3 separate regions of the Sus scrofa genome follow, and all the other regions are linked to region 1. The links are chromatin contacts, called in public Hi-C maps. All regions are on one chromosome and are shown on one strand. Each heading gives the region's core, a stretch centred on a gene start, on an enhancer-like site or on the middle of the called end of the contact. The rest is flanking DNA. Distances are from core to core; before and after follow the strand shown. Region 1 has its middle 16 kb from the start of ATP5G2. Region 2 holds the start of SMUG1 (single-strand selective monofunctional uracil DNA glycosylase). Region 3 overlaps COPZ1 (coatomer subunit zeta-1).

Evidence for each region. Hi-C and Micro-C count contacts between places; a contact is called where the count stands out from the background.
Region 2: a Hi-C map of epiblast stem cells shows a contact between it and region 1, with 3 times the contacts expected there. The contact joins the promoter of SMUG1 here to the enhancer-like site in region 1. A contact is called at or near these places in 5 of 47 Hi-C or Micro-C datasets (embryonic fibroblasts, epiblast stem cells, fetal skeletal muscle and 2 more).
Region 3: a contact with region 1 is called in a Hi-C map of epiblast stem cells, with 2.3 times the contacts expected there. The contact joins two enhancer-like sites. A contact is called at or near these places in 2 of 47 Hi-C or Micro-C datasets (embryonic fibroblasts and epiblast stem cells).

Annotation. Positions count from the first base shown.
Region 1 is chr5:18,893,666-18,897,314 of Sscrofa11.1, forward strand. No RefSeq gene overlaps it. Among named protein-coding and RNA genes, the nearest start is that of ATP5G2, 16 kb to the left of the region's middle. Within about 2 kb of position 2,391, at least 34 of the 83 cell types and tissues checked have an H3K27ac peak or open chromatin away from gene starts, as enhancers often do. A contact at or near this core is called in epiblast stem cells, where this site is marked.
Region 2 is chr5:19,411,012-19,414,489 of Sscrofa11.1, forward strand. It overlaps SMUG1 (single-strand selective monofunctional uracil DNA glycosylase), which reads right to left and starts at 1,645. Exons shown (of 6, transcript XM_021091738.1): 1 at 1,489-1,645; 2 at 703-767. The coding sequence starts at 1,588.
Region 3 is chr5:19,541,567-19,545,469 of Sscrofa11.1, forward strand. It overlaps COPZ1 (coatomer subunit zeta-1), which reads left to right. Exons shown (of 9, transcript XM_001927549.5): 9 at 1-807. Among named protein-coding and RNA genes, the nearest start is that of GPR84, 11 kb to the right of the region's middle. Within about 2 kb of position 1,350, at least 18 of the 83 cell types and tissues checked have an H3K27ac peak or open chromatin away from gene starts, as enhancers often do. A contact at or near this core is called in epiblast stem cells, where this site is marked.

The DNA of each region.
Region 1 (3,649 bases), core at 1,141-3,640:
ACCACATTCCATCTAAGCCAGCTCATGGCAATGCCAGATCCTTAACCCACTGAACAGGGCTAGGGATCAAACCCGCATCCTCATGGATACTAACTGGGTTTGTTACTGCTGAGCCACAGTGGGAACTCCTCAACTCCTAGGTTTAAATAAAAATATGTCCCAGCATACAGAATGCTTGTTACCGTGGGTCCATTCAAGCACTTAGCTGAGCCCAGACACTAATCAAAAGGCAGGTGGTGGGTCCAGTTCATTTCTGAGTATGAAGCTTGAACAGCACAGATAAGAGACTGGTAACATGAAAGAGTAGGTATGAGTTGATTTGAAAGGTCAACTTCTCTGAGGAGCCTCTCCACATAGAAACCGAAGCTGCCCAAATCCTTCATTTTGTCCCTTCATAGAAGGGATTTTTCCTCTTTTGTATGCAGACAAAGAATGATAATTATCTGAACAAATGTGCATGGTTTTTGTTGGCATCAGTCAGTGTTTTAAATTGGTATGCTTAAATAAAAATTTGTTTGCTGCACCCCTCATGTTTTTATTTCACTTGGCTTTGTCTCCGTAGTCTCTTTTTGTGTATCAAGGGTAGCTGTGTGTTCAAACCAGGGCACCCTCTGGCTGGAATGCCTGCTAATGTCCTTTCCTAGAGCGGCTAATACCAGGCAACCTGGCAGGATGGTCTTTATGTCCCTGCCCTCACCACCTTCCCCAGCCTCCAATTTCCTTTTGTCATTTTCCAGAATCATTTGCTTGGTTCCTTTGCATGCATTTTTTTTTTTTAACCTTCTTCTCCAACCCTGCATAAAATTTGGCAAAGACCAGGGAGAAAAATCTAAAGAGGAATCAATCTCCCCCCCCCACACCCCCAGCGCTTCTTTCTCTCTTTTCCTTCCTCTCCCAATCTCTCTCTGTCTCACACACACACACACACACACACACACACACACACACACACACAGACTTCATCTCTCTTCTGATCTTACTGTATCCCCTAAATGTCAAACCAAGATCACTCCCCAAACCCAAACCTAAAAGAGAGGGGGGGAGAGAGAGAGAGAGAGAGAGAGAGAGAGAGAGAGAGAGAGAGAGAGGGAGGGAGAGGGAGAAAATATCACTTCCCTTCTGGGAGATGAGTCCATGCTTTTAGGGGAGCCATCTGAGGCTACTGAAGGGCTAAATTTTGGAAGCATCTGCTTCTGTAAGTTTAGGGTCAGTCTTCATGCGTATGTGATGTGTTGGTAAATGTATTTTCCTTAAGCAGAATGTAGCTTTGATTGTAGGTCATTAATTCTAAGTGTGTGTTGGGGAGTGGGGAGGACGGGGATGGGGGGAGAGGAGGAATATTTGGTGAGGATAAAAAATCCTGTTCTGGCCACTGTGGGTAGGGATTCAAAAGGAAGTCTTGGCACCTGCCTTTCTGGGAACCCCCGTCTCTGCGAAGGGGGATCTCTGGGTCAGATAGAGTGAACCAGAAGAGGGACCCAAGGAATCGTTAACTTAGTTTACAAACCAGCATAAGAGTTACAAATGAATTCACACAGGGACACCCATCAAATGGAGAACAGAACTGGGAAAGGGGTGATGGCACCAGGGCAGAACCGAGAAAATATAGGAAAGCTTCTTAGAGGGACGGGTGTGTGGGGAGGGGGGCTGGGAACCGCAGCCGACGGGAACGCACAGCCCAGCCGCCCCTCTCCCCTTGCCGGGGTCTCCTCCTCGCGAGCTGGGTGAGTGTCCCCTGGGCAGGACCCGCCCTCCTGGTCCCTTCACACCTGACCCCGCGCGCTCTCCTCTCCTGCCATCCCCGGGCCCCTTCCTGCACACCCACTGCTCCCAGCTCCCCCTCAGTAATCTCCTGACATCTCTTCAAATCCAATTATCGAATTAATTGACGTGCTAACCGAGAGGCAAACAGAAAGGGGCGGCAAACAACGGGCGGCTCAGATTTATCCTCCGGCCTCCACAGGCCCCGGCCGGGCGAGATTTACTGGGCCTCGAACACGGCGACAGTTCAAACCTTTGATTAATCATGTTTTTCTCCCGGCCCCATAATTTAGTTGCTCTTTTTCCCTCCCTGCCTTTTTTTATCAGTGGAAACAGAGACGGAGTCCTCATCAGCTTCAATTACAAATATTAAGCCCCCGGACAGCACTTTGACAGAGAGGCGGCCAGCGGCCCCCCCTCCGTCCCGCCCCCCTAAATCATCCCCGAATTAACATCACAATCGGCGGCTGGCGCGCGTTCAGATTTAAATGGTGGCATATTGTTCGCGGACGGTCTAGTTCAGACCAGCGTGTTCGCAGCTCCCGGCGGCAGCCCCCGCCTCTCTCCCCACCGCCCCCTCCTGCCTCCCGGGAGGCTGTGACTCAGGAGCCGCGGGAAGCTCCGGCGCCCTGTCTCCAGCAGCGGAGGCTGCTGGCGGGGGTGCGCTGGGGTGGGGGCGAGCGGGCTGCAGAGAGGGTTAGGGCGAGGGGGGGCGAGTCAGGCACCGGGAGAGGGACTGCTGATGCAGGGTGGCGGGGAGAAGGGCCGAGGCTGGGCAGAGGCCCGTAGTTTGGCTTGGAAGGGGGCGCTGCGGGAACGGGGTTTATGCAAATGAGATGCAAATGAAGGCGCTGAAGCTTCGGGGTTGGGAACGCTACCATACAGCCCTTTGGGGAAAGGTTATGGCCGCTTTGACCCGTCGCCGCGTTTGTGGGGCACCCTTGGGTCGTGATGGAGTGTCTAGAAGGCAGGGAAATCTCTTGCTCTTTGAGACTTGCGGTATGAAAGAAGAACATGGAGGCAAGATTTTTCTCCGATTTCTGAGCAGTTAGAGAAAATTGACCTTAAACGACAGTCGGGAGGCTTGAAGGCAGGCCCCAGAAAGGACCGCCTTAGTGGGAAAACAGAGCGTGAGGGTGGAATATCTCCTGGGGAGTTTTTGTTTTAGAAGACCTTCGAAGGAGCCAGACTTCTCCGAGGGTATTTTGGGGAAAAGACATGAAAAGTATTTGGCTCTGTCCCACGGTGGAGGAGAAAAAGGAGAGTCATTTCCCTGACCCCATTAATCCTTTAAGACTGAAGGAGCACAGGAAGAAAAATGTCAATCCAGGAATCTAGGTTTCCAGATCTTTTCATATCCACCTGTCTCTTCGGTCTTGCCCGCATCAATCTCCAGGTCCCCATTTCTGCCTAGCAACATCACAACCAATCAAGATGCAATTAGGCCTGGCAGCTTGGCTCATCCTTAACTGGGATTGGCTGCTCGCAGTGTGCGCATCCCAAGTTTTCATTGGCTGACGGCCACCTGTATGGAAATGAGAATTTCCAAGGGACTCTCAGCCCCTTCAGCAACGTGGACCTGTAGCTCATGGCGCTGAAACCTGCAAGCTCAGAGCCGCAACTCCTGGGCTTGTTTCTTGCCCTCTTTGCCTCCTCTTTCTTCAAAGAGATGTCTCAAACTTTTCCCTCTGAGGCCTAGTCTGACAGAAATTCGACCAAATAACACAAAATAAGGCGGGTTTGTACGCTTATTGCATCTTCTTGGCCTTCTCTTTCAAAGTCACGATTTTGTCCCTTCCGTCAAATGCCACGACAGTTCTTGCCCCTCTCTCTCTTCCACGTCTGTCCAAGGTGCGGCTTCTTTACGTGTGGAGTCCCTCAGTCCCTG
Region 2 (3,478 bases), core at 395-2,894, 520 kb after region 1:
GACACGCTCCGCAGCCCTGTTGCTAAGGAGGACACTGCCACTGGCTGAACTTCTCAAAGGAGGGACCACTGCTGATCTTCGCATCCCAAGCCACCAGGGCAGCCCTGGCGTGTGGTTCATGTGCAATAAATATCTACCTGCTGAATCAATGATTGACTGAGTGATGTAGCCCCCCCCCCCACTTCTGGCTGACCTCCAAGTGACATCTACATGGGCTGCTGCCCCCCCGCAGGTCCTACCCCCCACTTCCCTTACCATCGCAGCTTGATCTCCCTCACACGCCTGCACACACTCTGTTCCTCTGCTGCCTTTGCCCATCTTGCCCCCCTCGCCTGGAACATTCTTCCCTTCCCATCTCCACCACTGAATACACATTCTGCCCGCTCCCCAAGGCCCACAGCAAATGCCACCTCCCCTGCGACGCCTTCCCTGATCCGCCCTTTGCACGAACCTCCCTGGCGAGTTTCACTTATTGCTGAAATGTCTTACAGCCCCTGCTGTGAATTTTGAGAGACCAACACTCAGCCTTCTCTCTCCTGAACACAGGCCCTCTGCTTTGTACCTGCTAGGTGCTCAATAAATCCCTGTTGAAAACACGGATATCTGCTCCCTGTTTTTATCTCGTTCGGAGATGTTCTTACGGTGGATTGAAAGCATCGCTGAACCTTCAAGGGCACTCGGAGCTGAGGGTCTGGCACTTACCAGCGGCGTGACCTTAGGATGATCATCACCTCTCTGAACCTGGGGCTGGTCATCTCGTTCTTCACCTGGAAGAGAGGATGACAACGGCTACCTTGCGGGCCCAGGGAGCCACCCTCATCGTATCTGCTTATCTGTCTCTGAGCTGTGGAGGTCTGTCTCTCTCTCTCCATCTTTCTGCCTCACTGCTGAGCCTCTGCCTCCCAGACCCCCATCAATTCAGGCGTGCAGCCCAGGAGTCCTATCACTCAGCCCCCTCACTGTCACTCAGGCATGTCAATTTTCCTGATGCTACCGTGGGTGGGGGGAGGGGAGGGCCTCGCCCTTTCCCAGGGTGACCAGAGGACCAGCCCCGCATTGGCTCCCTCTCCTCCTTAACAAGTGAGGCCTGTGTTCTCCCTCTGAAAATATTAATAATAAAGAATCAAGGCACTGGGCATGAACCGGATGCAAATTGGCCCCAATTCTCAGCCCAAGGAAGAAAATGCCTAAGCTATGGACTCTGAGAAATCCCGGGCTCATTTGCATGTCATTTGCATTATATTTACATGTGATCAATTTCATGTTCAAATGCACAATCCTCCCTCCCCAGTTTTTCTCCTCCAGGGTCCCCACAGCCACTGCCCCTCATCATTCCCCGCAGCCCCTGCCTCTCTTCCCCCAGCCCCTGTCACAGTCCTCCTCACCCTTCTCCTCCTCCTTCCTGCCAGGTTCCCCAGCGCCACCCCCTCCACTTCCTCTACAAGGACCCACTTTCCCAACACCCAAAACAGATTCCTGGGGTCTTACCCCTCAGTTCAGGAGGGGCATCCCGGCCTGCCCCCTCCCACCCTGAGCCGGGCGGGCACAGCAGACAGCAAGCGCGCCTCTCAGCAAATCCCAGCCCCATTCAGCCTGGTGATTAATGGCGCTGCCCTCCCCATGAACCTGCCTTTAATACTGAGGAAGTTATGAAACCGCTATACATCAGCAGCTCCGGCCCCACTGCCCCCGCCCGCCTCCTCCGCTCCGCCACCCCCCACCCTCCAGCTCCCTCTTCAAAATCTCATTTGGGCTCCTGCCGCCTGGGCCCACCCCTCCTCTGGCCTTTGCTGGGAGGAGGGGGTGTCTGCCCCTGCTGCCGTCCTGGTGAGGTCCCACATCTCATTTTCCCTTCCTCTCTCCCCCCTGCTCCGCCCTCTCTCCCTCCACCCCCCCCCCATGGCTGCATCTCCGGACCCATTTAGAATTGCTGACATTTTATCTGCATTACATACATCACTCCGTCCCCAGCAGCCATCTCTCATGGATTGTTGGGGGGCGGGGGCAGGGTGGTCCTGAGCTTGGGAAGATGGTGGGGAAACCGGGTGGAGGAGAGGAGATAGATAGCACTTCCTCTACCTTCTTCCCCCCCGCCCCGGGCCCTCTCCCCTGCCACCTGGGAGCTTGTGCGGGTGGGACCTAGGGTAGGTGATGGCAGAGGCTGGTATCCTACCCTCCTCAAGCAAGTTCCTCTTACTTCACATCAAAAGACATTTTCTTAGACGGCACAGACCAGGGAAGGTCATGTGGTCCAAACCTCCCCTCCCCCGGTGGGACTCCTCTACAAAAGATTATGATGGCAGTTATTTAATCTCTCTAGGCTGACCTGTCCTAATAGCCCCCGTTCCTACCTACTGGGAAGTCCCTCTGAATGTCTAACTCCTGTGCCTCATGCTGCAGTCATTTTCTTCCTGCTTTGTCCTTAGGAGGTGGAACAGCAGTATCACCTCTCAGATGAATTAAACCCTTTGTTCTGATGCCTGAGCCATGAGAAATACAGTCACCAGCCCACACCCCTGAGTCTTATAAACACAGTAAGAGGCAGAGGGTGGGGCCCCTTAGAAAGGAGGAAACTGAGACCCAAATTCAGGAGGAGGAGTGAACCTGTCCGAAACCAGGAGGCAAGGACCCCGGGGTCCCACGATCCCAGTGAGCAGTTCATGGAGATGAAGAAGGCAGAGGCCAGCAACAGATAGAGAGGTCTAGACCAAGAGACAGACAGCAGAGGGGAAAGGGGGGCGGGGGGAGCTGGGAGAGAGACAGGCAAACAAAGAGACAAACAAACAAAGAGCTAGACAGACAAAGGGACCATCCGCCAGAGACAGGCAGACAGGCAAGAGGAAGCCAACAGAGGCGCTGGTTGGCGTGTCCTGAGCGGACCCATGAGACGGTCTCTGTCTGTCTGCCTGTCAGTCAGGGTCTCTGGGGCTTCCTGCCCACGGGGTCCACATCTCTCCGTTTTCCTGGAAATGTGTCTTCTCCTCGGGCCTCTCCACACCCCATCTCTTACCCTTCAGTCTCCCCAGCCCTGCCCCATCCCTGTTGCTCCTTCTCTCAAGACATCTTTCTGACCTGCCCTGCACTCCCCTCTCAGGGAGATTCAGACACTTCCTGTGGGCTTTGGGCAGCTCCCACAGGAACCGGGCCAGTCCTCCAGGGATGGACAGGATGGCCAAGGGCTCCAGCTCAGGGGACAGCTCCCAGGTCTGCTGAAGAGAAAGAGCAGCATAGGAGTGTGTCCCCATGTCTGGCAGGCGTAGCCAGTGAGGCAGGAGGAGCCCTGGAGGAGGAGGTGAAAAGTCCCTCGGCCTCCACCTCCTCCTGCGGCTGGACCTCAGACTGCACAGACCTCAGGCAGTGGATGGAGAGGGGAGTGGCTGGTTTACATGTTGTTTGCATCTCATTAGCATGTCCCTGACTCCCAGTCATCCCACAGACCCTGTCTCTCCAATACCAGGCTCTCTCCAGCTCAGTGTGG
Region 3 (3,903 bases), core at 100-2,599, 650 kb after region 1:
AGCCTGGGAAGAAAGATTGGGAACAGCTCATAGGCAAAAGACAGAGGGGAAGAAGCGGTGATTTAAGTTTTATTGGAGAGGGCTTATAAAATTCTGTTTTTCAGACACAGCTGCAGTTTTTTACTCTGATCCTAGCTTATAGCTTCAAACTGCTGTGGTTTGTGAGTGCTCCTTGTGGGAGTGTCCATCTCTTGGTCCGAATAGCTTAACTCACTACCTTCACCACCCGTGGGATCTTTGCCTGGCTCGTTCTCTCTGTGCCCTGGAGCAAGGCCAGTCCCTGAATCAAAACTCCATTCTGGTCTTGGGAAGAAGAGTATCTGCTCAGAACTGGGGGACAGAGTGGAATTTATGACTTGGGCCTCTGGGTTCTCTCAGTCCCCTTCTCTCCCTCACAATGCATTTCCCTCCGTCTGTCTTGGGGCTGCGATCTCTGCCGCTTAACTCTGTCCTCTCTCTGCCTCAGTCTTACATCCAGGCAGTAGGTCTGGGCGCTTCCCCAGCCTTGGTCGCTGAGAGAGGTACCTTTCTTCCGAAAACCTTTGGGATTTGGATTTTCCCAGGAAGATGGAGGATGGAACACCACTGTTGGGTCTCAAAACTTCCCACAAAAATGTCTCAAAAAACCTTCCTGAGACTTAGCATTCTGCCCCACTCACTCACTGCCAGTTCTCCAAGACTGAAGTGGGGGCAGATAACTGGGCATCCTTGAGGGGGGCGTTTTTGTGTAAGAGATGTATGGAGTCAGGATGATGGCCACCTTCAGGTACTGCTCTGTGCAAAAAGGAATAAAACATTTTTTTTTCCAAACTGCCTTTGTGTGATGTTTCTGTTCCTCTTCCTCTCTTTTTGGCAGCTGCTCCTATTCCTCTAGCCTCCCCCCCCACCCCGCGCTCCCCATCTTATAATATTTCTTCTCTCCTACCTCAGAGACTCCCCAGCATCTCCCCTCCCCCGCCCCCCCATCCCTAATTTACAAGGCTGTTTGCCTCCTTGGCATCTCTCCGTCCACTCGCCTGGAAATTGGCGCCAGGGGTGGGGTGGGGATGGTATTTTCTCAGTGGGAGTCCCAGGGAACTGAGTTCTCCCCCACCACCCCCAAAGCCAGCTGCCTGCTCCCGCCTCAGCCATTAGTAACCCGGAGACGCGCACCTGCGTGGGGGCTCGCCTGCAGCCCCGGCTCCCTTCCTGCACCTCCCACTCCCGCTCTGAAACGGCGCTGAGCGGGTTATTTATCGGAGCCAGCGCTGCTCCAGAAGGTCAGGACGGTGGTGTAAATAACCTCTCCTCGCCATTTCCCCGTCCCTCCAGAGCCTGCTCCCCTCCCCCTCCTCCACCTTTATTCGCACAAATGAATGTGGCTGGGCTGGCGCAGAGCCTGGCCCTGCATCTTAATGGGGCGGTGAGCTCACAAGATGGATTTAGCTGGGGGTTTTTATGGTTGCCTCGGCGACAGGAGAATGCTTTGGTTTTCTTTCCCCCTTCCTCTGCAGGATTTTAAGGAGGGGGGCAGTGTGGGGAGCCCTTCTCTGCACTGCCATTTGAAGGGTCTCCGCTGTCACCTCTACTGCCCAGGAGATGGGCCTGTAATTCCAGGGTTAGGCAAGAGAGACTGCATTAGCACCGCAGATAGGAAAGGACGAGGGAAGGAAGGTAACCGCAGGAGGAAGAATGTCTCTAGCATCAAGACTCGAAACCTAGAGTTGCCCAGTCTTGCCTGTTCTTTGAGAGCCTAGCAATTCAGCTCAGCAGCTCTGGGGCACCTGGGCCCAGGGTTCCCCTTAGCAGATAGTAAAAAAGAAAAATGCTTGGATATAGCACCCTGCAGTCCTGCACTGAAAGTTGGGGTACAGGGGGCTGGATGAGGGCTAGGTATTTTTGTGCTTGCCCAGCTGACCCACGGGAAAAGCATTGTCCAGTCATTAAGATTACCGCCCTGGGAGTTCCCATCGTGGCTCAGTGGTTAACGAATCCAACTAGGAACCATGAGGTTGTGGGTTCGATCCCTGACCTTGCTCAGTGGGTTGAGGATCCGGGGTTGCTGTGAGCTGTGATGTAGGTTGCAGATGCGGCTCGTATCTGGTGTTGATGTGGCTGTGGCTGTGGCCGGCAGCAACAGCTCCAACTAGACCCCTAGCCTGGGAACCTCCATATGCTGTGGGTGCGGCCCTAGAAAAGACAAAAAGACCAAAAAAAAAAGATTACCATCCTAATTTTCCTAGTCATCACCCAGCATGGACCCTGGTGTGTGTGTGGAGGGGATGGGGGTGAGTCCCTGTCGGTGTGAGATTCCATTCGAGGGCTGCTTGATCAGTGATGATGTGGGGAACGGGCTTCTGTCCGGTTCTCAAACTTGGGATTCTCTGAGCTTGTTTCCTCAACCTGGCCTGGTTTGAACGTTTCCTGCTTCCTCTATTTCCCATTAGGTGCCCTGGCCTATCCAACAAAGCCATCCCCAGCACTGAGTGAAAAAGGAGGCTGGGGACCAGGGACTGATTGTCTCCTTCCCCTGGTCTCTTTCTGTCTGATTCTGGGCCAGGCCTCTGTCTCTGTGAGCCTTTCCCTCTTCCCCCAGGGACCCTGGGAAGCCCCTCCTTCCCTCTCCCCCTTCTTCCCCTTTGGCTGGGAAAGTGACTACAGTCTGAATAGTGCCAGACACCTGCCTGCCAGATGTGGCGATTCCCCATTCTTCTCTCCCCCTCTCCAAATGTCTATCCTTTCCCCACCCCACTGAGCTCAGGCACAGGGAGCCCCCCCACAGGGTGATTTAGTGCTGCAGCCCCTCTTCCTCAGTGGCCCCCTCCAGTTCCTCTCCCTCCCCCCGGTGTCAATGCCCTTCCCGTTTTTTTTTTTTTTCCACCATGTCCTGCAGAGGCCTTCCTGGTACAGCCTCCTCCCACTCCCACCCCAGGGTGCTGGCTGGTGTGAGCCCCAGCTCCCAGACTGGAGGACTGGAGAATGAATGGGGCAGAGGTGACTGGCCTCTGTTTCACCCATGGGAGAGTACATCAGCAGGGCTGAGCACGGTGGCAGCCAGCGCTGATGTCATTCTCACTGGTGGGGTGGGGAGGGGTTGGGGAGGAGGAGGGGAGTGGGGAGGGAACTGTCTGCAGAGGAGAAAGAGGTCTCAGAGCTCTTCCCAGGTAGGCAAGAGAGCTCAGAATTGTGGCTGCCTGGTGGATGATCGCACCCTCGTTTCTCTGACTGGGACTCCAGATCTCGTCTCTGGATCTGTGTCTCAACTGGACTCAGTACATGCCCCTCGGCTTTGCCTTCAGACTGACCCAAACCATACACCTAAAGGGAAGCCTAGGAAGTTCTCATTGTGGCTCAGCGGTAACAAACCCGACTAGTATCCATGAGGTTGTGGGTTCGATCTCTGGCCCGGCTCAGTGGGTTAAGAATCCAGCATTGCCGTGAGCTGAGGTGTAGGTCACAGACTTGGCTTGGATCCCTGCGTTGCTGTGGCTGTGGCTAGGTCAGCAGCTAAAGCTCTGATTCTCCCCCTAACCTGGGAACTTCCATATGCCACAGGTGTGGCCCTAAAAAGAATGAATGAATAAAATAAAGGGAAGCCTAAGTCCTTATCCTTCTTTCTTTAGTGCTTTTGCCCTTTTGTGTCTTTTCTCTATCAATCTCTCTTCCCTCCCATGTCACCCCTCCTCCCTTAGTTGAACATCCTGGTTACCTATTGCCCCCCCCACCTCCTTCCATCCCATATCATAACACAGTGCAGTCCTCCCATCAAAGCAGAGACTCATTCACTGTCACTCATCTCTCCTTTCCACCCCTCTCTGCAATCTGATGGTCCCAGGCCAGACAGAGGGCTCTAGGGTGGCTGTGGAGTAGAGAGATGGCTGGTCCAAAGGGCAGCAGAGGCAGAACAGGACAGATGGAGAGTCC